Regions from separate parts of the Mus musculus genome. Here regions 1, 2, 3 and 5 are each linked to region 4. The links are chromatin contacts, called in public promoter capture Hi-C maps. All regions are on one chromosome and are shown on one strand. The core of a region is the stretch at or near the end of the contact, and the rest is flanking DNA. Distances in the headings are between cores, read along the strand shown.

Region 1 (3,275 bases), core at 722-3,221, 2.5 Mb after region 4:
GCAGGGGGGGTGGGCACATGGGAGTGGCGCTCTGGGCAGTAGCTGAGAGTCGCTCAGTACTGGTTGGTGAAACAAAGCTGACACCGTAGCTACTCACCGAGGGAAGCTGGGAGACTCTGCAGCCGGTTGGAGGCCAGATTGAGCTCACTGAGGCTGCGCAGGTTTCCAATCTCAGAGGGTATGGTGTCTAGAAGGTTCTCAGAGAGATCGAGACGCTGAAGGGTGGACAGGGACCCGAGTGTTAGGGGTAGTCTTTCTAGGCGGTTGTGTGTCACGGTGAGGAAGGTAAGGGCGGGCAGTGCCCCCAGGGCCTCGGGCAGCTCTGAGAGATGGTTGTGAGAAAGCAGCAACGCATCCAGGCCGTGCAGTTCCGGGACACAGGTAGGCAGCGTCTCCAGCCTGTTGAAGCTCAGGTCTAGGTGAGCCAGGCAGGCCAAATCACTCAGGCCAGCAGGCAGAGTGGTCAGGGTTCCATGGAGGCAGGCACCCAGGGCACCCCGGCTCTGGCCACCTGGAAGTGGGGAAGACAGCTATAGCCCTCAAGAGTTGGAGTCTCCCCCATTCAGCGCTGTCAGAGAAAGCCTCCCTTTTAAGCCAGCCAGAGGGACAAAGAAGACACCAGCTCGTAGAAGCTGACAGCATCACCCCAGGAAAACTGGGATCTACAGAGACCCGGCTGGGCACATTCAGGGTTCTAGGCTCAGGAGACAGAGCCCAGCGAGCCTCACTTTGGGGGAGGAAGGTGATAGGGCTAAGGACAAGGGACAGTTGTGGGGTAGGGGTTCACACCTGATGTGCGGGGAGAAGAGAGGTTTGGAGTTAGGGCTGGGACAAGGATGGCCTTTGTGTCCAAGAAGTAGAGTCAAAGCTGGACAGAGATGAGGACAGGGTCAGGAAGGAGCAAGGGTACTCACCTTTGAGGACCAGGGAGCGAAGGCGCAGCAGACTCCACGGAACCTTGGCTAGGGTGTCATCCAGCAGCTGAGGGTCCTCATGGGTGCTGAGCCGCAAAAACTCCACTTGCAGCAGCTGTGGGGGCTGCTGGGAACACAGGTACTGTAGCCGATGGCAGCCCCCTGGGCGTAGGTCCAAGTTCAACTGGTTCCCAGCCGGGAGAAAAGGTGCTCCAGGCCCGGCATCCACAGCCTCCAAGGTGGATGTTGCAGCATCCTCTGCAGCAGCTGCAGTTTCCTCCGGCTCCTGCCCCTCCAACACTGCAGCCATCACCCATGGAAGGTCCTCGGGGACCAGACATGTCCCAGCTTGCCAAGCAAGCCTGCTTAGGCAAGGCTGATAGAAGCTGGAGAAGCAGGGGGAGGAGTAGGCTGTAGGGGACCAGCTCCCCCTCCAGGTCAGAGCAACAATAACTCAGCTTGGAAACCCGGGAGCTCTTGAGACCACCAGCCCAAGAACCCTGGGCACAAGGGGTAGTGAGTGGAGTGGTCACTGCAGCCCTACGGCTTGCATCTGTGCTGGATCCTTCTGCCTGGGAGGGGCACCAGGCAGGGCGACTCTGAACAGCATAGCTTGGAGAACTCTGCTTAGATCAAGGACAAGGAGAGGGTTTCCACCTCAATTCTGGAATCTGCCCAAGTGATCCCTGATCCCTACAGGGCTCTGGAAATAAGGACACACTTTCTATCTTCACACCCAAATGCATGGGGAGAACCCAGAACCTTCTTCCACTGCAGACGTTCACTGTGCCCGAGAGGGTCAGTAAACAGTGCGAAGGGGAGCCAAGAGGACTTTGGGGTTCTTGTGCTAGGGTCCCATATCGCGGTCCCTAGTAGACACTCTTGAGCCACAATTCCCAATTCACACCTCCGTCAAATGGGGAAAGCAGAGGGGGTCTCGGTAGGTGAGGAATCGCTTTGGTCCCGCCTCTGGAGCAAACTTCCCGCCTCCCATTGAGTACCTGCCACGCTGATCTCCCCGCCAGTCTAGGCGCGCTCTGTGCTGCCTTCCCGCCGGCGCGCTTCCGGGCGGGCCACCCGTCGGGCTCCGCCCCTCCGGGCTAGCCAGTAGGAATTCTCCGAGGTTCTTATGGCTCCTTCCTTTTCTGTTGTTCGCACTAAGGGAAGCCGGTGACCCGCAGGAAAACTTACACTTTCAGATCTCTGCAACCCCAGACCTGTGGTGGCACTGCATAGTCTGGGTCTCAAGTGCATTCTAAGACAGGAATTTTGGGTTAACAGAGTATTGTCACACTCCTTGCTAGAAGCTAGAACCTTGAATGCTGGCTTCCTGGGGGGAACCGCTCTAGGAAAGTAGTTCTCAGTCTGTAGGTCGCGACCCCTTTGACAAACTTATATCTCCAAAAGATATTTACACTGTGATTCATAACTAGCAAAATTACAGTGATGAAGTAGCAGGAATAATTTCATGGTTGGGGTCACCACATCATGGGAACTGTCAAAGCATTAGGAAGGTTGAGACTCAGAGTCTCCAGGACTTCCATCTCAGGCTTTGCAGTGAAGTCCAGCTTATTGGAGCTAACCATTGATCATTACTGTGGGCCAACTCCCTACCTAGGCAGTGAGTTGCCTGGCTTTTCCTCCCTGACTTAGGTGGGTCTCAACACAAACAAACTTGAGATAGAAGTTCTTGCCTGCTGGGCGTGGTGGGCACTTCTTTAATCCCAGCACTCGGGAGTTCGAGGCCAGCCTGGTCTACAAAGTGAGTTCCAGAACAACCAGGGCTATACAGAGAAACCCTGTCTAGAAAAACCAAAAAAGAACTTGCCTAAGTCCTTTAGTTGATTAATATTGAAGCCAACACCCAGAATCCTCAGTGGAGCTGGTGGACTGGAAATGACCAAGTGACTGTTCTACAGTCTAAGTGATGGGCAAGCTTCCTGCAAGGCCTCTCTGCTTCCATTCTAGCACCTGCCTCTTTCTCACTGTTTCCATAAAGGTGCCAGATGGTGCTTTATAAAAACCAGCCCCAGGGGCTTAGTCTAATTGTGCTCACCTCAAGTGCAGTGCCTTTCTGAGATGGGAGAACTGCTGCCCCGGGCTGCACAGCAAGACCTGTCTCAAAAGCAATCATCCTAGGAATATTCCTTAAGTTTATATTAATGAGCATGGTGGTATTTGCCTTTAATCTGCAAATGAGCTCTTCACCATTGAGCCATCTCTCCAGCTATTTTGGGTATTATTTTACAGTTAAAAAAAAAAAAATCACAGCCGGGCAGTGATGGCACACACCTTTAATCCCAGCACTTGGGAGGCAGAGGCAGGCGAATTTCTGAGTTGGAGGCCAGCCTGGTCTACAAA
Region 2 (3,472 bases), core at 644-3,143, 2.0 Mb before region 4:
ACAGGAACTCTGATTTAATCTTGGTCTTTCTCATTTTCAGTTCCATTAGGATCCCAGTTCTAATTGGGCCTTGGTAGCATCATGCTATATGGGGCCTGGCAAATAGTATCCTTACTCAATAGTCTGTTGCTATCCCAGGAGCCTGTGCAATATGCACGTATGGTCTACAAGTGCACAGCACAGATTCTTATGAAATTACTGTACGAGTGATAAACCGGAGGACCCAAGATAACCAAGAAGCAAGAGCAGGACCCAGGGTAAACTTTCATGTCTCTTGTCCCTGGGCAAGAATACCCCTCTCTGTCTGAGCACAGCGCTGGGGAGGTGGACTAGTTACTCACTTCATTACTATAACCAAATACCTGAAAGAAATCAAGGGCTGGAGAGGGGCGCTCTCGTTCAGAGAAAGGCTGAGCATCATTGAAGGGACAGCATGACAGCAGAATTAGCTGCTCAGGATGCAGAGAGAGTTGTGCTGGTGCTCTCTTTATCTTCTCCTTTGTTCCCTTCTCATTCAGTTTGGGATCTCAGTTCTTAGAGATGACACCACCCATATTGGGGGAGGGGAGCTCCAATGCCCAGAGGTGTGTCTCTGAGGTAATTACAAATCCAAGCAAGTTGTTGAGCGTAGACGACACAGAAGGACTCTGAGACTTGATTTGATCATCCCATGTATCTAGGAGTCTCGTTTATCTTCTATCAGCAGTTATTCTTAGCATGTCTGGAGGAGGTGACAGTGGAGGTGAGGAGGGGCGGCTTCAAAGGGTGAATGGTGGCCTCTGTGAGTCACTGGGGCTCCTCATACAACAAACCTTTGAGCAACGCTTCTAAAGGTGGTAGGTAAAATGTTGGCTCCTCCAGGTCACTGAACCAGGGTACTAGTAAGGACCAAATCCAGGCAGGAGAGCTGCACACTGGGAAGATGAAGGTCTCAACAAACAAAACCACAGCATGGTTCTTAGCATATGTGCACCTGGGATGGGACCCTGAAGTTAACAACACGTCTCTCTGAAGCTTTAGGACGATAACATTCCCTAAGGATTTTATGTCAATCAAGTCAGATACCATGGGGCGCCAATCAAGTACCACAAAGTGGGTGGCTTGAAAGAATGAAAATTTGTTTATAGTCCAGGAGGCTGGTAGTTCTCACCTCCTGCACAGCATCTGGTACACAGGTGTATCTGGCTTCTAGTTTTCTGTTCACAGGGACAGCAGTAATATCAGATTAGGACTCTCCTAACTAGTGACATCATCTTCAAGTGTCACCTCCGTGTTTTTCCAAATAAGGCCATTATGAGGTACAGAGGGAGAATTCCAACAAGGCTTTCTTGGTGGACAACATTTAAATCCTGTCATCTCACACCAGATGCTGGATACTCACACTAGCTGAACCACTACTGAGCCATTCCAATTCCAAGTGCCAAGAAGATCCTGAAAGAAAGCCCTGGCCCAGCTGGGCAGTGACTGGATTCCTAGTGGGCTTAACTCTTCCACCACCCTTTGGGTGCGCGCTGTTGGCAAATAGTGACTATGTCTCAGCGGGTAAACTGGGACTTGGGGTGGTGAGGTCGAGGTGAGAAGGTGCAGCTCAGCTCCGGTGGGATGATGCGGCCTGATGTCTAGGATGGGCAAAGAACCAGTTTCAGGTCTGGAAGAAGAGGCCTGCTCTAGGAACACGCACCCAGGGAGGAAGCACAGAGCGGCACCCTTGCGTCACACACTGGGCGTGCTTACACTCCCCGCCCCTTTTCCGGCAGCTCCCAGAGCCACGCCCCGCGTACCAGGCCCGCTTTACACCCTCGGACTACAAGCCCACAGCTCAGTAATCAACTGCACCCTGACTCCGCCCCCGCCCACCAGGCCCTGCCCCGTGCTAGGCCCCGCCCCCACCCCGTGCACGCGCCTGCGGCCCGTATTTCTCAGTGCCAGATCTTGGTGCTCAGGCACCTAAAACTTGTGTACCGTTCCCCGTTGCTGTCTGCAGTTTGCAAGCTGGTGAGTTTTGGGGCACTGTGTGGGGCCCTCTCTGGAGAGAGCCGAAGTCCAGGGAGACAGTCGTGGCTCTGAGTTGTCCTAAGGACTCCTTCCTTTCTCTAGGACCTCAGCCCCTTCTGTACAGGCTGCCCTACTTCCCTTGGCCCCGGGGTTCGTGGGCAAGTCTGCCTGGTGACTGGGCATGTCTCCTGCCACACCTCCAGATGCCCAACACTTCTCAAGTCTCTGCTGGATCCATGCAGGTCCCCTGGCCATACTCTTTCCCTTCACTGGTGACCAGGGGGTGGGGATCCCGCTTCACCTTTCTTTCAGGAAGCTTCCAGAAGCTCCTCAGCTTGTAGCTCAGATCTGCTTGTAGTAGGCCCATACTTCTCATAGCTCCTTCTTTCTTGAGAGTAGGAGAAAATAACCAGGCCCCGGGGTCCTGCAACATCATGGCTGGTGCTAGGCACACCTGGTTAAAACCTCAGAGAGTAAACAAACAGTACATTCGCTCCGCGCCCAGTGGGTCTAGGTTTTTGTTCTGTACATTTTATTCTGAGCTGCCTCATCCAGACCCTGATTGTGAGTTCAGAGAAGTAAGGTTTGAGTGTACGTGTGCGTGCACACGTTTGGCTGGACCCTCCTCAGACACAGACAGGAGCTTGTGGAAAGGGTATTCTACAACCTGCAGAGTCTCTGTAGACAGACCTGCTCTTCATTTCACTTCCCTGACAGGTGATCCCAGATGATTTTAACTTCATGTGTCTCTCAGTATCTGCAGCACTTGTCGTAGGGTGCTGGGTGTGGGGGATGTGAGAAGCCTGGCCTGTGGTCAGTGTCCTGTAAGCTTAGGCATGTCATCTGAGCATTTGACAGGACCTAGAGCCTGAGAGTGGCTGGACAGAATGGTCTGCACAAATGCCCTGCCTGAGGCTCCACCCACTCTGGGCCACTCTGGGTATTGACATAGTTTGGTACTGTCTGAGGTCTAGAGGAGCCAGGCCACAAGGATCTATGGGAGTAATTTTTTTTTCAATTAGAGGGAAAAATCTGTCATAATAAGAGTTTGACTAATATGTGGTATGTCTTTGAAGAAGTTTCTGCTGTTACCATGGTTTAAGAAGCAGAGTCTCAGGTGTTGTGGTAAGGTGGCTGTGTCTTGTACAGCAACTTCTTTCTGTGGAGAGCAAAAGGCACCGATCTTTGGGTCCTGTTCTAGATCAGTGGGCCCCATCTGAGCCTGTCTCTACTCCCTCACTGGGCCTGCCAGTGTGCGGAGTGTCCTTGGCTTAGTTTTCTATGGCTTCCTCAGAACACCATGACTAAGGAGTCTTGGGGAGGGGAGGGCTTATTTGGTTTACATATCCTGATAACGGTTCCCCATGACGGGAAGGCAGGGCCGGAAGTCAAGAAGGGAAGGAACCTGGAGGCAGGGACTGAAGCAAAGACTATGGAGGAATGCTGTTTATTGGCTTGCTCCTCGTGACTTACTCAG
Region 3 (3,431 bases), core at 232-2,731, 2.6 Mb after region 4:
TCCAGATAGTATTGGCTCCTACCCATGTTGCTGGAAGTCCTTATGTCTGCCCTATAGCCTTCATGCGGCTGGCTCTGTAGTCCTCTTGACTCAGGGAAGGCATCTCCCCCATGCACTTTTTCCTCTAGATCTTAGCCTCCTCGGTCTCCTACCTCTCTTTTCTAGGGAGCTGAATCTGAGGCTTCGAGATGAGAGAGATGCCTGTGAGACCAAGCTGCTGGGCAGTAGCCACAGGAAGGCTCTAGCTATTGCCCACAAGCCCGGACCCATCTACTGCTGCTGCTGCTGTGGCTGGGCTCGGCCCCCCAGACGAGGCTCTGGCCATCTTCCTAGTGCCCGATGACCAGCCCCGAGTGACTCACTTCCCTATCCAGAGGACTGCCCCTAGGAGGGACTGGTCTTGGTGGCGGATACTTGCTAAGTGTGTGGCTCTACCCAGAAGGCATCCCATGCCTGAAGGAGCTAACCTCAGAGTAGTCAAGGCCTTCAGTCCTTCAGTCTTTATCCTGTCTTCCTTTTTTTTGGGGGGGGGGGTTTCGAGACAGGGTTTCTCTGTGTAGCCCTGGCTGTCCTGGAACTCATTCTGTAGACCAGGCTGTCCTCGAACTCAGAAATCCGCCTGCCTCTGCCTCCCGAGTGCTGGGATTAAAGGCGCGTGTGCCACCACGCCCGGCTATCCTGTCTTCCTTAATCTTTGTCTGAAGGACCAATAAAGGCCATTGTATACTGTGTACTCCTTGGCTCTTGTGTGTTTGGGAGCCACGGTGCATTTGTGGTTCATGCTTGGTATCCATGGCACAAGGTGACATGGAGGGGTTTACAGGTGCACATTAACCCCTTCGTTCCTGCAGCTGGGGGTTCCTGTGTGCTTGTGTGTGTTCTGTGATTCTGGATATTCACCAAGCCCTCACCCATTCCTCCCAGCTGAAGCTCCCAGGACTCAGGTTTCAACAGGTGTCCGCTCCCACGCTAGTCCACACGTGGAAGGTCCCGCTCCTCACCTCCGTGGTCAGCTAGCTTTCTGGTCCAGGTCCTTTATCCATCATCCTTTGGCACAGTTCCTAGCCAGACCATATGCCACCCACACTGGGCACCTCTCGCAGGGCCCTCATGTCTCTATGGAATCTTCTGGCACCCTCCACACTGTATCTGGAGTTTCCCCTCTAGCATTTCTTCAGCCGCTAGAACCTGCAGCTTTAGAGTGGTTCTCCCGGCTTAGACTAGAGAAACTGGTCTTGACCTCAGTTCTGGACCTCTGGTGGGCTAGGTGCCACCTTCCCCACCTCTTCGCTCCCCACCTGGGTTCTACCTCTGGTCTAGCTCCTCTGTCTCTGGGCGAGTTGGGGCTTTTGATGACAAACGGGGCACCTTTAAACTAACTTTACAGACCCACAGGTCTCTCTGGCGCGCGCCTTAGCACCAAACCAGTTAGGACTTGCCTGCCCAGGCCGGCCGTGGGCGGGGCTGCGCCCGGGGCGGGGTCGCGCGCAGGGCGTGTCCTCGCAGGCCCCGGGCCGAGCGTTCTCTGTACTCCGAGTGATCGCTCCTACCGTGGCTGCCGGGGCTGGTATTTCAAAGCGTGGTTGGTGAGTGCTCCGTGAAGCATAGCCGGAGGGTGTGGGGAGCAGTGTCCTGAGTTCCTCGCTCACTGGTGTTCCTAGTCTCCAAGCTGGCCTCAGGGACGCCCAGGAGGCAGAGCCTGAGGTAGGACAGGGTTGCAGACTCCTTTCCGGAAGATCGACGCCGGGGCCGGGCAGTTAGAAGGCCGGAGGGGGAGGGGTGAGGGAGAGAGCTTCTGTGGTTCTTGAGCAGGCCTGACGGTCTCTTTCGTGCAGAAACCCAGAAATTTAAAAGTCTGACCACCCTATTCATTGTCCCTGGACACCGGTTCCCTCCCCTGAGACCGCAGGTCCGCCCACTGGCACGGGGCGGGGGAGGGCGGCAGGGGCGGTGGTGACTTCATCTCTGTGACGCGGGGATTCCTCGCCCAGCCCACTTCAGTGTTTAATCGGGTCGGTGGGGCGGGTGCCGAAGGCCCAGGACAGGTCCAGGAGCTAAGTGTAGGGCGGTTGTGTCCAGGCCGCAGGAGCTATTTCTGGCTGGTCCAGGCTCTCACACCGGCACTTTCACAGAGAATTTACATCCAGTCTGCTGATTGTCTCTTGGCTTAGGTTGATGGATGTGTCTAAAAGCCCATAGATTCTGGGCTTTTAGAGCCTGGCCCCGGGGGTTTGCATTGTGGCCAGGCTTCTTTATGTCATTGCCCGCTTTCAGTGAGGCAGCATGCATTTTTGGGTCCCATCTCCAAATAGAGCTCTGAAATCTCTCCCACTTTCCAAAATGGACAGTCGATGCATCCTCCTTCAGTTTGCGGTCGCTGCTGTTTGGTGGGGGAGGGACTGTGATGGATGGGACTGGAAGGTGGGGCACTTGGAGAAGGCATTTGGTCCCTCCCTAGATCAGGCAGGTCAGCCATGTTCTTTGGCCTGCCGCCGTCCAGTAGAAAACAGCAGGCCTGCCTGTTATGCTTCCTTGCAGATCTGGTGGCTCTGAGAACCATTTTGACCACTGCTTAAGCTTCTGTAGTTGGAGTGGCAAGATCCCACCTGCTAGGTGAAGGGCAGAGAGTGACTTTTGACCTGTACCTGCTGGTCCTGACTTGAGAGGTGAGAGCTGGTGCCTGGGCAGAGCCTCAAGGCCCCTGGCTAACAGTTCTGCTTAGGTGTGTGTCTGGGAATCTGACCTGCGTCAGCCGAGGTCTGTACACTGTCCTCAGTCAGACAATAGTGTGTCTAGGGCAGGGTGTGACTAGGGGACTCCTGGAGGAGTGGCACATTCACATATGTGGAACTGGGACCTCCCCCTACAGTCGGGAGGAGAGCTGGTTGTACAGGCTCCACCTACCGGCATCTTATTGTCTCTGCCCTGGCTGGTAGTAGAGTCAGCTCAGAGTCCTCACAAACTGTCCCTTAGGGTGGCCTGAGCTCTCTGCCATATCTGGGAACGGGTATGAGTGGTAAGTACCTAGCAGCCTGATTGTGGGACTCAGGGAATGCTTGGGGGTGCCGATCAACAGGAATGTACCCTGAAGGTCTGCTGGTGCTTCCCCCCCTGTTGCCAGCAGGAGTGAGTCAGCAGATGTTGGGGGGTCCTCCATGATAACCCACCATGTGTCTGGCTGTGAGGAGGTTAGTTCAGGAAGTGACTCATAAGGTTCCTGGGAATGCTCCTCTGAGGGCAGATAGCTGGCTGAGCTCCAAACTGCAATCATCCGGGGACTGCTGGATCTCCTCCTGTCTCCGTTGGTAGATAGCTTTCTTCCTACTTGGAGGCCTGGTGCTTCAGGCCATCTGACCTCCTCCCCGTTCCTCTAGGCCCAGGATGGGTGAATTCAATGAGAAGAAGGCAACATGTGGCACAGTCTGCCTCAA
Region 4 (3,279 bases), core at 766-3,265:
AAATTTCAACTAGCTACGAAAGTGACTTTACACAAAACATCACTTGATCTCTTAAGAGAAAAGACAAAAAAACTTCTCAATCAAAAAATTCCAACTGTTTGACGTTTGACATTAGGGAATAAAACCTGAATTACGAGATTTTTTTTTTAATGTGGCTGTAGTTTGAAAATACAGATTCTGTAATGTGTTAGGCTGATTAAATTCTGCCTACTAAAATCTCGTTTAGGGTAATAAATTCAGCTAACTCAGTGTCTCTGAATGCAAGCTTTTTAAAAACTCTTTTAACACAACACTGCTCTGAGTTACCCTATTCCAGTACTCCAGGACACAGAATCTCTGGACAGCATAGTCTACACAAGTTCTAGGACAGCCAGAGCTATACAGAGAAACCACGTCTTCACACTAAAGTGGGTACTGTGGCCCACACCTTTAATCCCAGCACTAGGGAGGTGGAGGCAGGCAGATCTCTGGGAGTTCACTGAGAGTGAGACCCTGCCTGGGGGGGGGGAGGGGAGTTGACACTAAAGCATTCATTTTAAAGGTTTGGAAAGCCTCTCTCTCACGTTTACTGACATGCGTTTTACCTGGTGAACTCTTGCTTCAGAGAGTACAAAGGTCAACAGGATCCTCCTCCAGTCTCAGGGCCTGAGACTCAACTCAGACTCAACTCAGGCCCACCAGGTAGCTCTCAGAAATGGACAATGGCACATAGCACCCAGGCTGGCCTTGCAAAACTAGCAGCTGTCTGCGCAGTGCTAACAGTCTGTAAAGGCTGATGCTGGGAGAGCCTTTCTGTTATTTGTGAGACAGGGTCTGGCTACAGAGCCCCGAACTAGCCTGGTACGACTGTGTAGTCCAGGCTAACCTGGAATTTGTCAAGACTCAACTTCACCCACCCCATGATGGGATTTTAGGTGTGTCACCACACCCAGCCTCACTTCCATTTTAACCTACAATCTACTTCACTGCTTGCAGTGAGCCTACTGAACTAAATTATAAGCACTTTACCCTCCTTTTGAGCTGTTGTAGCTCTCTTCCACACTACCTCCAGCCATACCCCCTCTCTGTTTTTCTCTTTGTAGACTTGGCTGTCCTGAAATTCACTCTGTAGACCAGGTTGGCCTCGAATTTACAGAAATCCCCCTGCCTCTGCCTCCTGATTGCTGGGATAAAAGGTTTGTGCCACCACTGTGCGGCTATCCCACCTCTTAACTCTAAAACCTGACAGAGGTCTGAAACCCTGTATCCTCCTCTTCCATCAGGAAGTGGCAACAAAGCAAGCCAGGGGTAAAGATTGGGGGAGAGGGGACACAGCGGCAAAGCCTGTTAATTCCAAATTCCAGCTACTCTAGAGGCTGAACCAGGAGGATCACAAGTTCAAGACCAGTATGTCTTAAAGCAATAAAATGAAAACTGGTAGTGTTGCTCGGGAAATGAGCACTTACCCAGCACGTTCAGATCTGGTTCTGTCCCCAGTACCAAGTAGGAAAAGTGAAAGGCACTACAGTCATAAATATTAATGACTTCAATCAAAGCACTGAAAATTCAACTGCAACCTCTAACTCACTTAAGCAACTCTGAACAAGGGGACGCCAAGGGCCTGAAATCTGAGCTACTCGGGAAGCTGAGGAAGGAGGATCGCAGAGTTCGAGGCTCCCCTGACCTACAGAGTCTGAAAATACAGAACTATGACAGTGTGAAGAACAGAGCAGGAAAGAAAGACCCGGCCTGCCTGTGAAGGTACTGTCTGTAAGATGCCCCGAGGCTCACCACCCAGCCCCGGCTGCACCGAACTGCATCGCGGCCTCCACTCACCGCACCCCAGCCCGCGACCCTACCGCCTCCGCGGCCCCTCTCGGCCCACTGCCTCACCCTGCAGGTTCTCCTCCCCGCTCTGCGACATGGTGGCTCGGCAAAGGAGCCCGAACCCAACTGCGACAGGCCTGGGAGGCGGTCACCGAGAGGTAGCAGGGGCAGCCTGCGCCGCTCAGTTCTGAGGCCAGGCGACACTGGACTGAGGGACAAGGGGCGGGGCGGGGCGGGACGCACGCGGCGGCGGAGCCCATTGGCTGGGGGGCGGGGCCTGCAGGTGGGGGAGGAACGCGGGGGAGCGTGTGGCACGTGCGGCGCGTGCGCCGGCATGGGCGGGGCCTGAGGCAGGAGTGCGCGGGAGGGCGGCTGTTTTTAAGGTCTAATGCAGAAGTGGACCGGGGGCTGTGCCTGAGGCTGGAGTAACTGGGACCTAGGCGGGTAGGGAAGAGTCTGGGGGCGGGGCTCGAGGTCTGAGCCTTGGGACTCCGAGGTGCGCGCATTGCAGAGGCCAAGAGGCGGGTCTTGAAGCCAGGCTGGAGGTGGGCAGACGTGGGCGGGCTCCGAGATAGGCGTGGCATGAGGACGTGCGGCCAGGTTTTTGGGCGTCTGGCCTTGGGTGCTGAGTTTGCCCCTCCTGCTCGCGGTTGACCCATAGTTCCCCAATCTCCTCCGGAACCTGCGAGCGCCAGCAATGGGAGCACACATGGTCTCGCTGTCTCTATGCACGCTTACAGATAGTTTTTTAGGTTGCATCTTTAAGAAAAATGCAGTCCGGGAGTGCTTATGTATAACTCTAGTCCCAGCCCTGGTTCGTGGCCAGGCTGGGCTGCACTGTATGAAGCTGTTTACAACAAAGCAAAACAAAAAATTTGCCAGTATTCTACTGCAGCATCAATGGCGAGTTGGGTAGTGCTGTGGTATGCTGCATGCGAGAAAGGACGGCATTTTTGGACAGGAACGGTTGGAGAGACCTTTGGAGGGCCAGTTTTGAGGATTCTGCATCCTCCCTGTAACCTACCCAGTAGCTTCTCTGTACTTGGAGGTTGGAATTCCCTCTTGATACAGTTCTGGGATAGAGAAGGGGCTTGTGAACCTCAAAAGAAGCTATCTTAGTAGCAGTGGGTCAGGTCACTAGAAGCAGCTTCATTTGGTGTTTTGTTTTTTCCCAGACAATGTCATAACCGAGGCTGGCTTTGAATTGGCTGTGTAGCAAAAGCTAACCTTGAATTTCCGATCCTACTGCTTTCGCCTCCTGAGAGCTGGGATTATAGCTATGCAGCCTTGATTTCCGTTTGTTTTGTTTGGAGTGCTAAGGTTATACGAGGGCCTTGCACATGCAAGTTCACTGCAGCTGAGCCATGTCACCAGACTGAATCTGATGTCTTTTTTTAGACAGATTCGCTTTGTAACCTACTCTGGTCTTAAACTTTTTTTCCTGCCCCAGCTTCCCAGTGGTTCCACCACTCT
Region 5 (3,421 bases), core at 551-3,050, 2.5 Mb after region 4:
TCCACCAGGATCCAAGGTCCCCATAACCTGGGAAGAGCAGCAGTGAACATGTCACAGAGGTAAACGCAGCAGGAGAGGAGAGTGGTGTCTGGGGCACTCCCACACCCAGGACATGGGTAAGATTCTGCCCCACCATGGTATTCTCAGCCCTCTTCTGCCCATCAAAAGTGGCACACACCTTTAATCCCAGCACTCAGAGGCAGAGGCAGGCAGATTTCTGAGTTCAAGGCCAGCCTGGTCTACAGAGTGAGTTCCAGGACAGCCAGGGCTACACAGAGAAACCCTGTCTCAAAAAAACCAACAACAACAAAAAAGTCCTTCAAAAAGGAACGAAGCTTGCCTAATTCAAAAGACTCTAGCCCCCAGGTGTGGTAATGCACACCTTTATGCACACCTTTGATCCTAGCACTTTTTAAAAGATTTATTTATTTACTTTATGTATATGAGTACACACTGAAGCTGTACAGATGGTTGTGAGCCTTCATCTGGTTGTTGAGAATTGAATTTAGGACCTCTGCTCACTCCAGTCCAAAGGTTTATTTGTTATTATAAATAAGTACATTGTAGCTGTCTTCAGACCAAATGGTTGCTCTCTCCCATCCTGGTCTTAAGACACCCTGTGGGTCTTAAGACACTCCAGAAGAGGGAGTCAGATCTTGTTAAGGATGGTTGTGAGGTTGTTGGGATTTGAACTCAGGACCTTCGGAAGAGCAGTCAGTGTTCTTATCCGCTGAGCCTTCTCACCAGCCCCCTAGCATTTTTTTAAAGACAGCATCTCATGTAGCCATTGCCCTCTCTATCCTCCTGCCTCCAACTCTGACACTAGGCTTTTGGCTTGTGGATTTTGTTTTGGTTAATATTTTGAGTCAGACCTCACTGTGTACTCCTGCTAGCCTGGAACTTGCTATATAAGTTCCAGACGGGCTCAAACTCCTGGAGATCCATCTGCCTCTGCCTCCTGAGTGCTGGGATTAAAGATAATTTTTAGCTTCTCAATCCCTCACTTTCCGACTCTCAAGGAAGGCCTACCTAGGAGCTGCTGTAGATTCTCTTTTACCTCTATTCCAGGGAGGAGCAGCACCCTCAGGCCCCTCCCACCCTCACCTGGGACGCTTCAGTGTGGAACCCAGAAATTCATCAGTCCAAGATCCCGACGTACCCTCGCGCTCACACCCACTTGCAGAGGTCTATAGGAATCCAGAGGGAAACCCCGGGCCGCAGCCCTGGGCTCCACCTCCCCACAGAGACTATCTCGGGCCAGTCGGTTCCCTAAGGACCCGTGAAGTAATCATCTGCCCAGCGCCCCTGACACACACCGGGCAGTTGGAACATGAAGCCAACAGACCCCTTCTGCGTGAGGGTCCCTTTTATGCAGCTCTTTCGAGCAACCTCTTTCAGGATCGCTTCCTGGAGGTGCACGAAGATAAACCCAAGATAGGGGGTAACAGAGAGGCAGAAAACACGGGCAGAGAGAGTACCAAGCCCCTGCGGCTCACTCGGGGGCAGGGTCATCTCTGCAGCCGCTGACCGTCCCTGTCTGCCAGCGCAGACAACATAGTAGGCCTGCGCCAGAGAAACAGATGCAGGGTCCCAGAATCTCAACTCCACAAACACAAACGTTTGCCCAGAGTCAGGACTGCAGGCCAGTGAGCTACACAGCTGCCCTGCGCGCCTCACCTTCGGAAGCGCCGCTGGCCACCAGGAGACACGCAGGCCTGCTTGGCAGCCGCTCGGACGCCATGGCTACAGCCCAGGCGGATATTTGTGCGAGGGATGGGGCGGGGCGGGGCTCGCCTGCAGAGAGCGGAATGCGCATGCGTGAGGCACGAAGGGCGGGGCTCGCCGGCAGGGTGCAAGGTGGGGTGGGAGAAACAACGCGGAAATTGAGTGAAGATGGGGGCAGTTTGCGCATGCGCATGGGGTAGTGGTTGAGTGGCAAGCATGCGAGGGGCGGGGACTGAGCGGGGGCGGAGCGGGGCGGAGCGGGGCGGGGGTTGGAGGCGGAGGCGGGGGAGGATACGCCCTGGGTCCCTGAGTGGTCGTTTCCTGATTGGAAGCCACCGGTACAGACTTGTGGCCCTAGGGCACATCAATTAAACCCAGTGGGCCGGGTAGATGTTTCCGAGTCCGAGTCTACCACAGAGCTACTACGCCTTGGGCCTTTGCCCGAAAGTTGAGCCTGGCTAAGTGTGTCAGGGAGCGATGACCGGTCGGGCGGACAGGGTGAGGGGCACAGAGTTGGGTCGTATGTGGGCGGGTCTTCCTCTGCCGGTTTGTGAAGATCCAGAAGATACCTGGGTCGGTTGAGTTTTGTATGTTCCTATAGAGGATGGAATGTCACTTCCTGAGCTGTGGACGCCTCTGGAGGTTCTGTTGAGTTTCCTGAGGAAAAGACCAGATTGGGGAGGCCAACCTGTATCTAAAGCGATTTACTTCTGTGGGACTCCTGCTGGGGCTTAGGAAAAGGAACCTGGAGCCCAGGATTGTGTGTTGTCTGAGTGGCGACTTTTGAAGATTCACAAGCCACAAGCTTGACTAGCCATCCTTATTAAATCCCCATCTATTGACATGAAACCCTGAAATTGAAGGGGTCAGATTGGCTAGTGTCCACATACTCACACAGTTCCACCTTTGTGCTGCCTCCAGAGTAACATTAAGGCACCAGAAGTGGCAGAGCCAGCAGTAAGCTTGAGTCTTGTGGAGAAAAGTATTTATATTGAATTCAACGCCCAGGTATTAGATATAATTTTGTAAAGAGACTACCATTCCAGGGAAATGTATAGACAGGGCAAATTTTACCCTTGAGGAAGAGTGTGCTGGAGAAAATGGTGAACAGCACCCCAAGACAGGAAGAGCATTTGATTTTGTTTTAACTCAGGTGGTGGCTGTTTCTTTTGCCCACTGACTGGAGTCCGACCTCACAATCTTATTAACTAGTCGGGAAAGACTCAACATACAAGAAATGGAGGAGGGGAAAGCAGTCCCTGACTGAAGGAGAATCACTGTTCCAGGCTAGTATAGAGAAATACACCTTTGGGTAAACAAAGCTTTTACTAGGTGGAAAGGATTAAACATTTGCATAAAAGTCTTACAAGGTGAAGGAGATAAAAATATTTGGATTCTTCATTCTTTTTTTTTTTTTTTTTTTTTTGTGTTTTTGAGACAGGGTTTCTCTGTGTAGTCCTGGCTGTCCTGGAACTCACTTTGTAGACCAGGCTGGCCTCGAACTCAGAAATCTGCCTGCCTCTGCCTCCTGAGTGCTGGGATTAAAGGCGTGCGCCACCACGCCCGGCTTGGACTCTTCATTCTAAACACAGGTTTTATAATATTTTGATAGAAAAGACTAATATTTGCTGGGTGTAGTAGCCTGTGCCTTTAATCCCAGCACTCAGAGACAGGGCAGGTGGATCTCTGAGTTCAA

Evidence for each region. Promoter capture Hi-C pulls out the DNA fragments that hold promoters and counts their contacts.
Region 1: a contact with region 4 is called in a promoter capture Hi-C map of pre-B cells, with 3 times the contacts expected there. The contact joins the promoter of Pidd1 here to the promoter of Bnip3 in region 4.
Region 2: a contact with region 4 is called in a promoter capture Hi-C map of pre-B cells, with 8 times the contacts expected there. The contact joins the promoter of Mgmt here to the promoter of Bnip3 in region 4. A contact is called at or near these places in 2 of 39 promoter capture datasets (liver and pre-B cells) and 1 of 484 Hi-C or Micro-C datasets (regulatory T cells).
Region 3: a promoter capture Hi-C map of pre-B cells shows a contact between it and region 4, with 2.9 times the contacts expected there. The contact joins the promoter of Cd151 here to the promoter of Bnip3 in region 4.
Region 5: a contact with region 4 is called in a promoter capture Hi-C map of pre-B cells, with 3 times the contacts expected there. The contact joins the promoter of Gatd1 here to the promoter of Bnip3 in region 4. A contact is called at or near these places in 2 of 39 promoter capture datasets (cranial neural crest and pre-B cells).

Annotation. Positions count from the first base shown.
Region 1 is chr7:141,442,054-141,445,328 of GRCm38.p6, forward strand. It overlaps Pidd1 (p53 induced death domain protein 1), which reads right to left and starts at 1,972. Exons shown (of 16, transcript NM_022654.2): 1 at 1,916-1,972; 2 at 915-1,300; 3 at 98-511. The coding sequence starts at 1,224.
Region 2 is chr7:136,892,693-136,896,164 of GRCm38.p6, forward strand. Mgmt (O-6-methylguanine-DNA methyltransferase) reads left to right here and starts at 1,894. Exons shown (of 5, transcript NM_008598.3): 1 at 1,894-1,995.
Region 3 is chr7:141,465,881-141,469,311 of GRCm38.p6, forward strand. Cd151 (CD151 antigen) reads left to right here and starts at 1,482. Exons shown (of 8, transcript NM_001111049.1): 1 at 1,482-1,586; 2 at 2,539-2,666; 3 at 3,375-3,431. The coding sequence starts at 3,382. It overlaps Cracr2b (calcium release activated channel regulator 2B), which reads left to right. Exons shown (of 10, transcript NM_001025103.2): 10 at 166-722. The coding sequence ends at 343. Gm10575 (predicted gene 10575) reads right to left here and starts at 1,891. Exons shown (of 2, transcript NR_152219.1): 1 at 1,002-1,891.
Region 4 is chr7:138,907,491-138,910,769 of GRCm38.p6, forward strand. Bnip3 (BCL2/adenovirus E1B interacting protein 3) reads right to left here and starts at 2,016. Exons shown (of 6, transcript NM_009760.4): 1 at 1,873-2,016. The coding sequence starts at 1,903.
Region 5 is chr7:141,412,325-141,415,745 of GRCm38.p6, forward strand. Gatd1 (glutamine amidotransferase like class 1 domain containing 1) reads right to left here and starts at 1,801. Exons shown (of 8, transcript NM_172116.4): 1 at 1,678-1,801. The coding sequence starts at 1,741.